Regions from separate parts of the Mus musculus genome. Here all the other regions are linked to region 2. A link is a contact called in public HiChIP or PLAC-seq data. All regions are on one chromosome and are shown on one strand. Each heading gives the region's core, a stretch centred on a gene start, on an enhancer-like site or on the middle of the called end of the contact. The rest is flanking DNA. Distances are from core to core; before and after follow the strand shown. Region 1 overlaps Snd1 (staphylococcal nuclease and tudor domain containing 1). Region 2 holds the start of Snd1 (staphylococcal nuclease and tudor domain containing 1). Region 3 has its middle 32 kb from the start of Gm40357.

Region 1 (3,277 bases), core at 712-3,211, 400 kb after region 2:
AGCCCTACACGTGGCATTGTGAAAGGCACTTCTTTCTCTATGTGGAATGATGGAAAACTTAGGCCTAGGTTTAGCCATTCCCTTCGATAGCCCCTAAACTCTTGCCTCTCCTTTTGGTAGAAAGGCAGAAGTGTAAGCCTGGGGTGACTCAAGGAGGTTCCATAATTGTAGCATGCCTGCCTTTCAGCTCCTTCCAGGGGCCACCCAAGAACCTGCTCATTAGCTGAGAATGTCAGTGACTAGATGTTAATGTTCTAATCAAAGGAAGTAGACCCAGGGATCACTTGTTAAAGTCAACACGAGGTAAAGGGTAAATGTGCATGCCGCTAAGCCTTCCCCAGAGCCCCCCTGTGCTGCCTCTTGCCTCCAGACACCCAACCATCACCAAGGGCCTACTTCTGACTGCACACCTGTGTACCTCAGTTTCCCCATTTGCAAAAGAGGAATAGTGTTATACTCATTCAAAAAGGTTGTTGTAAGGCTCAACTGGATTGATACCTAGAGAGTGTTTAGAAGGTTCGTGGCACTGGTGAGCAAGAAGGTTTCAGGCTAATATCATCCTCTTCCTCTGTACACGTCTTCATGATGCCATGTGTGGTCCTGTCTCCTGCCTCCCCATCCACTTCCTGCTACTCAGCTGGAGAGCCACCTCCCTCCCCTGCGCTGACAGGCCTCACTACTTGGCTAATCTCCTGGCCGCAGGATTGGACTTGACGCGTTGTCACGTCGAATCAACTTCTGAGCTGCTGCAGCTCTGGCACAGGGCATGGGGAAGGAAGGAAGGAAGGAAGGAAGGAAGGAAGGAAGGAAGGCAGGCAGGCAAGAAGAGAGGGAAGTGTGGAGAGGGTGGCCCAGCCTCTGAGCTGAGGTCAGAGCAACCTGCTGGAGGTGAGGAATCCAGAGCACAAGAAAAACAGTTCTTCACAGAGCCAAGTCCCCCATTCCCAGCTGCAACTAGGAGTGCCTCAGGAACAGGAGTGGCCATAGAAATGACCTGCAGAGTGACCTTGCAGAGCACTGTGGGAAGGGAGGTGGAGGTTTGAAACTAGAGGGACTGAGCAGACTGCCCAAAGCCAAGGCAGCTCACTGGTGGGATCCTTACACTCTACTCCTGGGATCACCTGGAACTCGGTTTGATTCTAATTTAATAAGCCTGGGGTGAGATCCTGGAGCCTGTTTTTAAATAAGCTTCCAGTTTGATATCTGTCAGAATCATGACCCTCTAACCTGGAACTTCAGAGACTCCAGCTTTCCTGCTCAGAATCAGCCCTGCAGTGACCCCAGACTTACCCAAGGGCAACACCTATTTACCCAAAGCCCCTGGTTGGGGGTCCTCAGCGATGTCCCCCTCAGCTACCCTGTCTTCACTACCGCACCTGCAGGTCTGGGCCCACTATGAGGAGCGGCCTGTGGAGGAGGTCATGCCTGTGCTGGAGGAGAAGGAGCGCTCTGCCAGCTACAAGCCGGTGTTTGTGACCGAGATCACAGATGACCTGCACTTCTATGTGCAAGATGTGGAGACTGGTGAGTGCCTGTGTGCTGCCCCCTCACAGATCCCCCACGGAACTTACAACTGCTACTGCCCCTGCCTCCATCGCACTGGGACTATGTCACCTCTGCTACCCACAAGTGAGCCCTGGAGTGGACATGTGGCAGGCCAAGCAGGTCCTCTGAGGACAGGTGGCATTATAGATTCATCTGGGTGGTTCTCTGAGACTCTTAGGTAATGGTTTTCCTCTCAGACACCCCTGGCAGCCCTGAGCGTGAGGATTTGTTGCCTAAGTGTGTCAGGAATCATGGAGCAGATTGTCTGATATGATCAGGGGGCCCTCTTCTTACAGAGGACCAGAAGGGTACAAGCTTGTCCCTCTCCTTGAGGTGGTTTCTCCTACAGAGGTTGGTTAGTGTAGAATTGTAGTGGCCAGTTTCCATGACAACAAGCAGTCTCTAGGGGAAGCTATCCCCTGGCATTCTTTGTGAAGGACCTTCTCCTTTCTCCTATGCTCAGTCCACCACCCGATGGCCATCTCAGTAGAGACCGTTCTAGCGGCAGCCACTCTTCCTTCCCCTGACCTCCTTCCTCTTCAATCTGCTCTAGGCAAGAAGCAGTTTTGTTGGGAAGAAAGGGTCAAGCTCTTAGACCTTTGGGTCCAAGGAGCCAAATCCCAACCGAGGGATATGCAGATATGGGCAGCCCCAGGAATGGCAGGATATGGTTTTTGCCTAGCTTCCTCAATTCTGCCTCCAAGCCTTCTCCAAGTTGCCAGCAGCCTGTCTCAGCCACTTCCCCTCTAATGATATTTCCCAAGCAGCTGCTTTGTGGTGCTGTCATTTCACCAGGAAAACTTCTCTCTTCCTTATCCTGTGTAGGCTCTGCTTGGGAAGAGAAAAGGAGGAGGGGGAAGGTTGATAAGGGGACTCACTTCTCCTGAAGGCAACCAGCTTTCCGGACTGGGCTGCCTGATGGAAAAGGCGTGTTACCTCACAGCGTCTAAGTAGACATTAGGTCTGTGGGTGACCGCAAGAACAGCTACAGTGGCCATTGGAAAGCCTGAGAGAGGATTGCCCAGGGACAAGATCCACCCACAGGCCCCACCTAGAAGGACCTCCTTAACTGGCCCCACTGCGTTCAGAGGCAGAGCTTGAGGGTACACATTTCCTGCCTGACTCCCTCATCAGGGAACCCTATCAGGCTGTCTCTGGCTGCTCAGAAAGCCAAGATACTTGGAGAGAGTGGAGTCCAGGGAAGAAATGGGAAAGAAAGAGGCCCATAGAAAGCTAGCATTCCTAGAATGTTGTCACTGGCTTCTAACAGTACCAGGAGGCTGCAACCCTCAGGTGGCTCTGTTCAATCCATGAAAATAAGCCCAGGGTCTTTAGCCTCCCTCTTTGAACCTTGGGACTCCTCAAGGCACATCCTCTCACCCTGCCTGCCCCTCTTTCTATTAAAGCCCATCTTCACACAGGAACTGATAGAAACATTAACTGCAGGTGGCCAGGCAGACCCTATATAAGGACCTCCAGGAGGCTGTGGCTGCTGGCAGGAGGCATGAGCCTCTTTCTTTCTGTTGCCTGGGAACCTAAAAATCCAATAAACTAAAAGTAGACCGAATTCAAACCTGTCAATGTAAAGGCTGCTTCCCAGTGCCTAGAGCTTGGGTATCTGGGCAGGGAGCACTCTGGAGGAGCCCAGAGGCCTCACACTCAGTTGACTGAGTGCCAGGACCGTGGGTGCACAGCAGCCCAGGAAGATGACATGTGTTGCATATGCAGAGAT
Region 2 (3,402 bases), core at 700-3,199:
AAATGGGAGACAGCTGAACAGTGGACACAGAAGGCTCTTGCACAGCAGTGTCCACTGCATTCCCCCCCCCCCCCCCATGGGAAGCTTGTTAGAGAATTAAACATCTTTGTCTAGGTTATGGATTCTATAGACTTGGCAGAGGATGAGGTAGGTTTGTCTACCAGAGAAGCAGGTAGAGGCCTAAGATAAGATTATTTATGGTAGACAGTTGAGTTCATATCTTGACTCTGTCCCTTAAGATACTGACCTAGCACTGCTCACTAGATTTTTTTTCAAACTACATTTTTTATGTATATGTTATATATATCTGTGTGTGTATGCAAGCATCACATGTCACAGTTTGCCTGAGAGGTCAGAGGATAGCTTGCAGGACTTGGTTTTCTTCCTCCACCATGTGGGTCCCAGGGACTGAACTCGGGTTATCTACCTTGCAATGCAATCAACTTTACCTGTTGGAGCCCTTTGAGATTCCTATTCACTTAAAAATAAACAGACAGAAAACAAAACATCAATGCTCTCCTTTGAAGAAACAGATCATATGGACTTTGTAGGCTTGTCTTAAGGACTAACATATTCTTCAGGGAAAAAGTATTTAACAGGCAGTGTATACTGTGCATGTTCATGCTCCACGTAATTTGGTTGTTAGGACTGACTAGTAGGATCAATGGTTGTGTAGAAATAGAAAATTAGTACAAGCAAAAGAGAATTAACTGGCTGAGTAGGGGGGAAAGGACAGTAACTATGATCAGAAAATGAGATGTTTGGAATTAGTTTCAACTGCTTCAACTATCCTGGAGAGAGTGGCTACACTGTTGCAAAGGTCAAATTCACTAAAGATGAGGTCTTAGAGCTGAGCTACCAGTGTACTGGGCAACCCCTCAAAATTGTTTTATATATGTGTGTGTGTGTGTGTGTATCTATCTATAAAGATCCGTTTTCTCTTTTGAATAGGGTGAATTCGTGGTACAGACTTGGCTTTGGAGCTATAGGAAGATGCTGACCCCAAAACTTGACCCTGATTTGAGACATGCGTGACTACTCAAACTTCTTAAAACAGGCTATAGTGGAAGTAGTGTCTTTAGCGTAGGTCCAGGTTTTATTATTAAATAATACATACAAGAACCTGTGCTCTAAAACGGGGCACTCCAAGACCATAAATTCTCCCTGAATATCCACTTGAATATGGCTTTCCTGATCCACCTCGAGCTGAGATTAGCAGTGAGTTAGGACTGTCTCCCGCTCAGCCCTGGGATGGCAAATCCCAAGGTTTTTCCTAACCTCAGTTGGAGCAGGAGGGAAGGAGCCGAAAAACGAGGCTATTCTCAGTGTGCAGGACGAGTCATCCTCTAAGAGATGCTTATTGCTTCCATCAACAAACATGAGCGGAACTCACAAGCACTAAACCCCAGTGATACTCCGGACCACCGGGAGATTCGCGGCCACATTCCGGGTCAAGACTAACATCAGCAGGTTACCCAATGGCGGCGACTTTCAAAAGTTTCCTCTGCTTTGCGGAGGTGAAACGTCAGAACTCTGAGAGCAGTAAGGTTCCTTTGGGACGGCCCCAGGCCCTTGTCGTCCAGTTCCGGTGTCCAGCTCCGTACACGTGGGCGCTTTGCCGCTTGAGGGGCGGGGCAGGAGCAGAACCTCCGCTGGAGGGCGAGGCCCGCCCCGCCTTCGGGGCTCCCATGGCTCCCCGCGCACCACTGCCAGATGCTGACGTGTCCTTTCCTTCCCACTACACCTCCCGACACCACCTTCTCAAGACTTCCCCGGAAGTCCCGCCTCAAAACCATCCCGTCACCGCAAATCAGCTCTTTCAGCGCTTCCTGGAGCTCCGCACCCGTTTTGGGACCAAAGGGCGGAGCTTCATAAAGAGAGTGCCTATTGGCTTGAGTTCCAGCGGGTTCTGGACGCTAATTGGCTAGAGGGCGGTGGCGCTCTGGCACGCTTGCGCGGCGAGTAGAACGTGTGGCGGCGGCGGAGATCGCGTCTCCTCTTTTGCTCCCAGTCCCGCTGGTGTTCTAGTGTGCGCCTGGCGCTTCTGTCCAGCCCACCGACGGTAGCCTGTCGCCTGCCTGCTCCTTGTCGCTGCAAGCGCCGACACCCACCCTGACACTTCCAGTCCGGCCGGCCGCCCCACTCGCTGCCTTTCCAGCTCCACACATGGCCTCCTCCGCGCAGAGCAGCGGCTCCTCCGGGGGACCCGCGGTCCCCACCGTGCAGCGGGGCATCGTCAAGATGGTGAGAGCGGGACCCTGGACCCGGACCCCTCTGCTGCTTTGGAGCAGGAGCCAGGCATTGACTTCCTTCTCTCCCGTCAGCCTGCATGGTCTCAGTTTGCTTTTCCTCTGCCCCTTCCTCACTCTCCACCTACTCTCCGAATCTTCACCAGGCAGAACCCGAGAACGAACTTATCTTGACTTTTGCCTCCCGGGCAACCTGTCCATGATTCGCTCGCTGTGATTTTCGTGGGTCGCGGCTTTCGGAGCCCCTACCTGTTTACCAGAAGCAGGTCTATTACCGGTTCATTAACGGAGATAGTTCACGGATAGTTACTCCCATCCCCCTCTTTCTGTCCATTTTGACATATGCCGATTAGTTCGCAGTTTCTCTAGATCCGGACATCTTTTCCTGGAACCCCGGGAGTGCTTGGCTGTCACGAAGCTTGTCTCTGTCCACTGACTCACTTATTCACCCAAAGTTTTCTCAACTCTTTCCCCCTTTTATCTCAATGTCTAGTTTCTAGGCCTGGAAGCTCCTGATTTTCGTGTATTTTTAAATTAAAAATTTAGCCTGGCAGGGATCTTATACTAAGTAGCATTTCTTCACTTCTTAAGGACAAGGAGCCTGTTTTTAAAGAGAGTAACTAACTTGCCTTAAGGGCACATGGCGGTTTGGAGTGGAGCCAATAATAAGAGTCCAGGTGTTCTGATTCCCTGTGTAGGGTTCTTATTATAGATCCTGCTCACTTACCTTTGCTTTCTTTATTCGGAATTTTGAATTCCATCACCTCCACTTCCACACTAATTTTGTAGCATAAGTTCTGTTCTATTTCTTATATTGTTTCTCCTTTTTTTCCTCCCACATCTTGAGGTCTGACATTTCTCGTTTGTTAACAGATTTTTCTGTTTAAGATGGCTGTGATCTTTTCGATTGCTTTTCATATTGTAACTCCAACGACTTTTCTCTCCAGAGTGGAAGACAGTTTCCCCAGAGAGCCAGTTTTTGAAACTTTTTTTGTTTTTGCTGTCCCTGTTGTCTTTCTCAGGATTAATATACTCTGCAGGGGGATCCGGGGAGATGGCTCAGTGGATACAGGTGCTTGCTGCTCAGTCCTGAGGACCCCGGTTCGCATCTTCACGGCACACATTAAAGCTGGACGTGGCTGTTCCACTGCCT
Region 3 (3,536 bases), core at 600-3,099, 450 kb after region 2:
ATGCATTTCCCAGCATCCATGGCGACCAGTTCACAGGCACCTGTGACTCCAGCTCCCGGGCATCCCACACCCTCTCTGGCCTCCTCAGCTGCCTGCATATGCTTAGGATACAGTCACGCAGACACATACACATAAGTAAAGAGAAGGGGGTGGTGCAAACCCGGTGACCTAAGTTCAACCTCCAGAACCATAGCATAACCGACTCCTGCAAGTTATCCTGCCCTTCACATACATGAGTTACGCATGTGCAGATAACAATTAAAAATAGATTTTTATTTAAAAAAACCAAAGTTATTACATTATCTAAAAGGCAAAAAAAAAAAAAAAAAAAAAAAAAAAGGTGATTGAAGGCCAGGTCTCTGGGTAAAACCAAACTCTCCTTGCAAGACAGGAGGGGACATACTTTTCCTAGAAAACTCTGCCCCCTCTTCCCAGAGAGCAGGCACATATGGCCCTCTGGCCGCTGGGGTCACAACCAACATCGAAGCTGAGAGGCATCCTGGAAAACAACCACCCCACCTGAGTATTTCAGAGTAGGAAACGCGCACACAAGGAAGCCAGCCTTCCAAGCTGCATAGCCAGGGGCTGGCACAAACGGATGCTTCTAAAGGCTGGGCCCGGAGCTCTGTTTGGATGGCCTGGCCCCTATTAAGGTCCAGAGTGGGCCAGGCAAAGCCTTCGGCAGAGCACCGTTTTTTCTTACCTAAGGCACCCCTCTTCTAAAGGGGTGCTCATCACCCTGCCTGCTCCCCACTCTGCGAAGGAGCTGGTTAATTAATTAATCCTTGTTAAGGGCTCAGGAACAGGCTAATGGGCGCCAGGCATTCTCATTATTATTTTTAATCAGACTTTGCAATTTTATAGCTCCCATCACCAAGGGCTATCGAGTGTTTTGTGGAGTTAATTAAGCCTGCGAGGGATGGGCTCCAAAGGGGGGCTGGGGTGGGGGTAGGGGATTCAGGCTGAGCTGTAGGAGAGCCCAGAAGTCCTGATTCGTCTCAAACCCCCCCCCCCCCCCCACACACACACACACTTTAGAGGGAGAGGAGAGATGAGTAGCAGGACAGGACAGCTACCGCTAAGCTCTGGCATCATCCGAGTGGGCCCCCAAGAGGGCCGGGAGTGGACAGGAAGGGAAGGCTATGGGGCTCGCACTGCAGGTTCTGCCTCTCATCAGGGGCAGGCTTCCTGCTGAGTAGGGAGGAGAGCTAGTGGTTAGAAAGACCTGTCACCACCCCCCAACACACACACACACACCTAACCTCCCTCCGCTGAGGCGTCCTTTCCCTTCATGCCTGCCCCCTCCCCACTCCCCCCCCCCCCCTGTATAGTATCAAACAGGAAATACTTTCTGGAGCATCCTGTGTGTGACAAGCCTGAAACCCAAACTGAGGATTGATGCGGTATATGGGCTTAGCACAAGTTGCCTGGCACTGAGACCCTTACGTCTCCTTCCTCTCCTGAGCTCTCAGCACTCCCAGTTCTGCCTTCTGCTTGCATTCTTTCTTCCTTATCCTTTTCCTTTACCCAACCCCTGCCCCATCCCGCCCCCCGCCCCCCCCCCCCCCCCCAAGGCACTAGGCTTGGGATCCGGGAATTCTGGGTAGGATCTCCTGAGGTCCTGAGGCAAGACAGGAACTAGCTTGTTCTGGCTTCTGGCCAGGATGAACTGCAGGGGTTCTGGAGCGCTAGGTTGCGGGGAGGGGCGTTCCTGTTCAGGCCGCACAACCCTTACACAGGGAGGACTCCAGATCCTCCGCCTGCCCCTGACCTCCAAGCCCTGCAGTCTTCGGAATGAAGCCTTCAAGTTGGCACCAGATCATTCCCAGAAACCGGAGGCAGAGATGGCATGACCCACGCGGGCTGCATCCCAGATGCGTTTCTGTGGAGGCAGTGGCAGGGAAACGCTGTCACTGACTTGGGGTGTTTGGAAAGCGGCAGATAATTGGGAACTGGCTATTCACAGAACTCAGGGCACTAATGTGAGGCCCCGCAGTGATCATGTTAATGGAGGGCTTGGGAGTTTCTGCTGCCAGACACCCTGGTGACTGCTGTAGAATTTTGGCAGACAGAAGGCAAAGGACGCACTGTGGAAATCACTAGAGCGTAGAGAAGCCGGCTCCCACAGCGTTCCCCAGCAGCTGTATGTGAGCCTTGGAGCGTGTGTTCTCCCAGGCAAGGTCTCTGTGCACCCTTCTTCAAATCCCTGCCTCTCCAGTAAGGGAACCCAAGAAGCAGCCTGGAGAAATGGATTCATCCGTAAAGTGCTTGTCCTGCCCTGGCCCAGCTCAAAAAATAAAGTGGAGAGCAGCCGAGGAAGAGATCTTTGATGAGCACACATGTGTGCGCACAAGCACGCGCACATACACAAACATGTACACACAATAAATATATACATTACACAGAACGCATATACACATAAAGAGATTTGCTGAAAACTGGAGCAGGTGAGGACTGTGTGTGGTTTATTATTAGACATCGGGTTAGGCACGCTAAACTGTGAGCAATATGTAGACCACACCAATATAAATATCTAATAATTTTATTATCCGATGTTTGAGTTCCTTTTAATTACCAAACGCTCAGCAGTACTCTTGTGTTTTCTTTCAGTTACTTGAAATTAATCATGGTCCGAAAATATCAAATGGAAAATTCTAGAAATGAACAAGTTAGAGCTGTCGAGATAACCCAGTGAGTGGCAAGTCCATTCAATGCCCAAGACTGAGCACGAGGGATGAAGAGAAGCAACATTCCTGTGACCTCTCTATGCTTGCTCTATGTGGCATGCCTATGCCACACCATAGGAAACAAACAGACTGTACACTAAAAATAATTTACATGATTTAAATTCTGTATCATCTTGAGCAACGGTATGATCAAATTTCAAGACGCCTGCTGTATGTTGTCTGTGATAGAAACCCCACTTTCTGTTCGGTGTGCCCACCCCTTACATACTATGGTAGGACTATCACTCAGCTCTTGTCTTGAGACTGAATGAAGGGCCTGGTGCTCAGTGCTAACGTAACAATGGCCCAGGAGTGATAATAGGACTGAGACATGTGTTCCATAGGGAAGCTGCAGGTGTAAGAAGATACTGAGAAGCAGAAAACTACATTCATACAAGTTTAATTGCCACAAGCCTTCGTGATTTTTTTTTTTTATAATAGTAGTTCTTAGTTTCATCCTGGACCTAATTTATAAATTAAAATTGATCATTGTACGCGGATAGAAGGAGAAATGTAGTGCAATATGTTTAAGGGTTAAGATACTCCCCATGGTTTCAGACACCACTTGAGGTCTTGGGCAGATCCCTTATTGATAAGAGAGAACTGATAGATCAATACTTAGATTGTATTGAAAGTGGGACTGGTTTCAATGGCCCAGAGAGTAAAGGCACTCATCACCAAGCCTGATGACCTAAATTTGATTCCCAAGACCCATTAGGAAGAAGGAGAGAACTGACTCCAGTAAGTTACACACACACACACACATGCACACAATCACACACACAATACATACATACATACATACATACA

What was found. HiChIP or PLAC-seq counts read pairs in DNA pulled down with a chosen protein or histone mark.
Region 1: an H3K4me3 HiChIP or PLAC-seq map of bone marrow-derived macrophages shows a contact between it and region 2, with 4 times the contacts expected there. The contact joins the enhancer-like site here to the promoter of Snd1 in region 2. A contact is called at or near these places in 3 of 39 promoter capture datasets (embryonic stem cells, liver and stem cell-derived epiblast-like cells), 12 of 115 datasets of contacts at active chromatin or transcription factors (the 230-238 cell line, the NIH/3T3 cell line, astrocytes and 7 more) and 3 of 9 other capture datasets (adipose tissue, embryonic stem cells and liver).
Region 3: a contact with region 2 is called in an H3K27ac HiChIP or PLAC-seq map of trophoblast stem cells, with 2.9 times the contacts expected there. The contact joins the enhancer-like site here to the promoter of Snd1 in region 2. A contact is called at or near these places in 3 of 39 promoter capture datasets (embryonic stem cells, hippocampal neurons and liver), 1 of 15 datasets of contacts at CTCF or cohesin (embryonic stem cells), 19 of 115 datasets of contacts at active chromatin or transcription factors (the 230-238 cell line, the NIH/3T3 cell line, Th17 cells and 11 more) and 1 of 9 other capture datasets (adipose tissue).

Annotation. Positions count from the first base shown.
Region 1 is chr6:28,878,815-28,882,091 of GRCm38.p6, forward strand. It overlaps Snd1 (staphylococcal nuclease and tudor domain containing 1), which reads left to right. Exons shown (of 24, transcript NM_019776.2): 18 at 1,383-1,524. Among named protein-coding and RNA genes, the nearest start is that of Lrrc4, 49 kb to the left of the region's middle. Within about 2 kb of position 1,962, at least 10 of the 459 cell types and tissues checked have an H3K27ac peak or open chromatin away from gene starts, as enhancers often do. A contact at or near this core is called in bone marrow-derived macrophages and microglia, where this site is marked.
Region 2 is chr6:28,478,399-28,481,800 of GRCm38.p6, forward strand. Snd1 (staphylococcal nuclease and tudor domain containing 1) reads left to right here and starts at 1,950. Exons shown (of 24, transcript NM_019776.2): 1 at 1,950-2,244. The coding sequence starts at 2,167.
Region 3 is chr6:28,930,757-28,934,292 of GRCm38.p6, forward strand. It overlaps a transcript of Snd1 not described here. Among named protein-coding and RNA genes, the nearest start is that of Gm40357, 32 kb to the right of the region's middle. Within about 2 kb of position 1,850, at least 73 of the 459 cell types and tissues checked have an H3K27ac peak or open chromatin away from gene starts, as enhancers often do. A contact at or near this core is called in epiblast stem cells, hippocampal neurons, neural progenitor cells and 1 more, where this site is marked.